Regions from separate parts of the Zea mays genome. Here region 1 is linked to region 2. Evidence: chromatin contacts called from public Hi-C data. All regions are on one chromosome and are shown on one strand. The core of a region is the stretch at or near the end of the contact, and the rest is flanking DNA. Distances in the headings are between cores, read along the strand shown.

Region 1 (2,700 bases), core at 167-2,666, 250 kb after region 2:
CTTGGAATGTTGTTTGGGCTCCCACACCTTGAAGTGGCCGGTTGGGGTGGTATGTCAACTAGATGACTTGGAATGTTGTGCTGGCGAAGGGCGCACCGGACAGTGTCCGGTGCGCCAGCCACGTCATCAGCCCGTTGGGTTCCGACCGTTGGAGCTCTGACTGCTGGGCCCGCCGAGATGTCCGGTGGCGCACCGGACATGTACTGTAGAGTGTCCGGTGCGCCGGCATGGGCGTGCCTGACTTCTGCGCGCGCTGGCGCGCATTCAATGTGCTGCAGGTAGCCGTTGGCGTCGAAGTATCCGTTGCGTCGATGTCACACCGGACAGTCCGGTGTACACCGGACATGTCCGGTGAATTATAGCGGACTAGCCGTTTTGAATTCCCGAAGCAGGCAAGTTCCAGAGCCGCTCTTCCTTGGAGCACCGGACACTGTCCAGTGTACACCGGACAGTCCGGTGAATTATAGCGGATTCGCCTCTAGATTTTCCCGAAGGTGACGAGTTCGACTTGGAGTCCTTTGGTGCACCGGACACTGTCCGGTGGTGCACCGGACAGTCCGATGCGCCAGACCAGAGGTGCCTTCGGTTGTCTCTTTGCTCTTTTGTTGAACCCAATACTTGGTCTTTTTATTGGCTAAGTGTGAACCTTTGATACATGTATAACTTATACACTAGAGCAAATTAGTTAGTCCAATTATTTGTGTTGGGCAATTCAACCACCAAAATCATTTAAGAAATAGGTGTAAGCCTAATTCCTTTTCAACTAGCAAATGCTAGCTCGTTCTAGCTAATAAGTTGATTTAAACTCAGTTCGAGCTGCGTGGTTAACAAACCGAGCTAAAATACTAGTTTAGCTCGTGGCTTTGAAACAAGGTGTATTGTGTTGAACTGAGCTAGCCGTCTCTAGCAATATCTTCTATATCCACCATTTATATTCATCCTTTACGGTCTCCTCTAAAAAATTTCATCATCTATATCTTCTTCCTCTCCAACAACGTCCTCTATACACATCTATATTAGATTCATTTTTTACATACATATTTGTTATACTCTCAAATGTATTGTACATATTTTAGGTTTGCTAACCGGTTATTTAAAATATTCAAATGGATAGAGGACCGTTTAGAGAAACTATATATAGAGAGAATTGAACAGGGTCCTTTAAATTTAGAGGACTGTTTAGAGTACGCTGCTGAAGAACGTAGAAAACTGTTTGATCCACTGTATTTAAGGTACGTTTGGTTGCGGGACAGTCAGGATAAAGATGTCTCCTGACATTCTATTTTGTCTTTATAATTTTTAATTTTGAGAGACAACCGCGACAACACCGATATGTCCCAACATTTAACCCTGAAACAAACAAACTTCCGCGCGGCCGGATCCAGTGGCCAGAACCCTCGCTGGTCTGCGTTTCCCATCTCGTGATTCTACACTTCTACCGTTCCACTCTCGTGCGCTCTTGTTTTCTTCTCTCCGTTGCCGCCCTACGTCAGGTGCCCAATTCTCCATTTTCGGGCCCTTCTCCAGCGACGAGCACCCGCCAGGTACGCCCACCTCTCCTCCTCCGTTCCTTCGCCGAGCGCCCAAACCCTAGCTTAAGCCATTTGCATTCGGATCTGATCCAATTTCAAGTGTACTAGGTCCGATCCATCTCACCCGGATCTTCTGTATCTCGGGTTCTTGGCAGAGGATTATGGATTGGCTGGGGCAGAAACGCGCGGAGATGCTGATGCAGGTGCTGCTGGTGGCGTCTGCGGTGGTGGCGTTCCTGGTGGGCTACGTGCGCGCGGACTTCCAGCTCATGCTGCTCGTCTACGCCGGCGGCGTCGTGCTCACGGCTCTGGTCACCGTCCCCAACTGGCCTTTCTACAACCGTAACCCGCTCAAGTGGCTCGACGCTGCCGAGGCCGAGCGCCACCCGCGGCCCCAGGTCAGCGCCGCCCCCGCGGCAGGGGGTAAGAAGAGGTCCGGGAAGAACAAGTAGTTGGTCGATGTGTGTGTTCTTGGTCGACCTGACTCAACCTGTTTAAGATCTATTCGCAGAACTAATCAATTATAAAAAGAGATATTGAGATATTTGACAGTTTTCGTACTTAAAAGTGCTCAGCTGTAGCTGAAAATTTAGGGTGGGTTTGGTTACCATGGGACGGGATGGAATGAGACGACCCGATCCTTTATATAATGTTGTTTGGTTTAGAGTAAGAGATTGGACATGATCATCTTAGTGTTGTCCCTAGCTTTCTGTTAGAATTGGATGCACGAGAGGGGACGCCGGGGATATGGCTGTCTCAGGCTATCCCGCAACTAAACATACCCATAGGACTCCTTTGGATCATAACACAGGCTTCTTAAAACATAGCAATAGGAAAACACACAGGGTTATAATGTCCATGTCATTGGAATCCTACAGGAATCATAACACAGGGAAGCCACAAAACATATGTTCAGATCATGCGCAGGAAAAACATAGGAATGATAAGGCAGAAAGGAAAGAAAACATGAGGTTGGACCTCATGCATATCTTTCTCCAAAATTGCCACGGGATATACCATTCCATATGAAATTTTAAAGGAATTAACAGGTTTCAAATCTCATGCTTATTCTGTTCCAAAGGCTCTCGTAGGAAAACTTTTCATAGGGATTGAATATTCTAAAAAATTCCTTTGCTTTTCGTCCATTCTAAAGGAGGCCATTAGAATC
Region 2 (2,700 bases), core at 134-2,633:
GCCCAACATTTCACAGTTCCAGTGCCCAAGAGCTGGCCACTACCGCCATCCAAGAGCTTGACTAACCAATTCACCCAAGATCTCATGCAGCTATCTCAGCATTGCTGCTACCGCCAAAGATGCTCAAACTGCCCCCACCAGAGTTCTCGTGTGGCATAAAGAGGTCATCGACCCACTCCTTCCTTCAGATGTTGGACCTCACCCCAATCCTCTTGTTGTCAGAGCTATCCCAGTACGTTGTGTAATCTATATCCATCTCATCTCCTCTGATTGCCTTGAGCACAGAGCTTCCCCATGGCAGAGCCCTCTGTCCAACCGCACTCGCACCTGGCGACACAAAGATGGCACGGCGGCGCGTTCCGCAAGGAATGACTTCGTCCACCCAATTTGAGGGGACCGAGTTATCCGCATATTTCAGGAATATGCCACTGCAGAGACGATACGTCCCAAGCACCCCCACCCCCAAAACCAAACACTGATGAAAAAGGGATTGCCCCCTCGAGCCAAAGGCAACTTTAAACACCTTTATTCATGGTCAACTCACATCAACCAATGCATTTAACCCTTGACACGAGATGAGATATCAAAATCTCTTTCCGCGAGGCTGACTGCTTATCACATTAGTCATTACACAGTTTATGCTCCCGAATCAAAACATGGAATGTAAATATGGTCAAGAAGAGATTATGCTTGCTGTGACTACTACGCCAAGAATACAAACTTCAATTAGATCTGAGTTTGGCCCTGGCTCGTTCTCACAAGTCAGATCCGAGAGAGGATGACAACAAAATAATTCACGTTTTAGTCCCAACTATGTAAAGTCAATATTAGCTCATTTCGATGCACCCAGCACCGGGGAGCTCGGGAAGCTGAACAAAAAACACGATACAGACCAGCCACACCACCACTCACAGTACAGAGAGGCACCCCGCTGCCCAGACTCAAGCCCTGGCAGCTCCAGCCTCTAGGGAACCCAAGCACCGCCATCCGCCGCGCGACCCTAGCACGTACGGCACGGGATCTCTCCGCAACCCCTAACCCCAGACGACCCAGATCCGGGACTTACTGGAGCGTGGGGACGATGCCGGAGGGGTGCTTGGACAGATCCACCGGCTGGCTGTCCTCGAGCCCCGGCTCCGCCATCCCAATCACGCACGCAACCTCGGCGGCTCCGCGCCGCGAATCCGCGCCGAATCAGAGGCCTAAATGGGCGGGAAAGGAGCGCGCGTGTCACGGGTTCGAGGGGGAATTCGAAATTCTGGTCTTTTATAGAGATCTGGAGAGAGGTTGGGGAAGAGGGCAAGCAATGGAAGGGAGCTAGGGTTATCTATCTCGCGACGGGACAGCGCAGGGGCGTGAGAAACTGAGAATGCAAGGGGGGTCGTCTGGTGGGTGGGAGACTGGGAGGTAGATGCGTGCGGGAGGTTTTTGTAGGGGAACAGGGTAGACCGGCTGTGGCCGGTTACCGGTTTGCCCATGCACTATTACATGTTATATTAAGATTTTTTTGACTGTTAGAGCTGTAATTCATAGAGACTAAAGATAGCAATGGTTAAATACACATTAGTTATTACTATCTCATACTCATATCTATGATAAAAAAAATAGTCTCGTTGGGTCACCCGTATCAACCGGTGAGTATGGATTTACCCCATACCCATGTGGGTATGGATTATTCGTCGGGTCACTCTTACCCATAAAGATTAAACATCTATATTATACAAATGTCAAATATATCCATCTAAATATAATTACAAAATTTCTAGCATCATTTAATCATCTATTCAAGAACATCATAGATGTGGATAAAGTAGCAACACTGAGTTATTAATACATACCACATTACATGTTTTATTACACGGTCATCAAATAGTTGTTAAGCCTTCTATAATATTATTGCCCAAAAGTTTGTTAAATAGTCAAAAGAGATGTATGACTGAAGCTCGAGTTCATGCTTTTGGGCTAAGTTTATATCGGGTATTTTATACACGCGTGTTAACAGGTATGGATGAGGGTGGAACGTTCTAATACCCATTTACCCAAATGTTTTTGCCTAACAAGAGACTCATGGGTAGAATATTTAGCTCATATGCATACCCTAAGACTGACTCCAACAGAGCAGCTAAATGGACAGGCAAAGCTAAAATAGCTACCCACGAGCTACTGTAGCAGTACAAATTACCTTCCAACAGGACAGTCAAACAAGCCAGGCAAAAAGGATGGAAAGAGATAGGAAAGCTATAATAGCTTGTACTGTTGCTGGCAGCCATTTCATTTTTCTGTGTCTGAGAACATGACCCCCACCATCTGCTTCATTTGTTGGACTATACTACCGCTACCTTTTTGCCTGTGTCGTTGAAAGCGTGTGCCATATGCCTGGACAGGCAAACCAGGGACGCTAGCCAAAGGCTTGAATGGCTGCTCGATTTGCATGGCCTCTGTTGGAGTCAGCCTAACTGTTGGGAACCATAATTAGGGGTACCCTCAAGGCTCCTAATTCTCAGCTGGTAACCCCCATCAGCACAAAGCTGCAAAGGCCTGATGGGTGCGATTAAGTCAGGGATCGGTCCATTCGAAGGACTCGATCACGCCTCGCCCGAGCCTAGCCTCGGACAAGGGCAGCCGACCCCGGAGGATCTCCGTCTCGCCCGAGCCCCCCCTTCCAGCGACGAACATATTTCCGGCTCGCCCGAGGCCCTG

The links. A called contact is a pair of places that touch in the nucleus more often than the background predicts.
Region 1: a contact with region 2 is called in a Hi-C map of bundle sheath, with 2.9 times the contacts expected there. The contact joins the promoter of LOC100280989 here to the promoter of LOC542240 in region 2. A contact is called at or near these places in 4 of 25 Hi-C or Micro-C datasets (bundle sheath, ear, leaf and 1 more).

The regions. Positions count from the first base shown.
Region 1 is chr1:265,738,406-265,741,105 of Zm-B73-REFERENCE-NAM-5.0, forward strand. LOC100280989 reads left to right here and starts at 1,417. Exons shown (of 1, transcript NM_001153909.1): 1 at 1,417-2,076. The coding sequence starts at 1,694. The coding sequence ends at 1,984.
Region 2 is chr1:265,486,476-265,489,175 of Zm-B73-REFERENCE-NAM-5.0, forward strand. It overlaps LOC542240 (TATA-binding protein 1), which reads right to left and starts at 1,384. Exons shown (of 9, transcript NM_001111848.2): 1 at 1,067-1,384. The coding sequence starts at 1,143.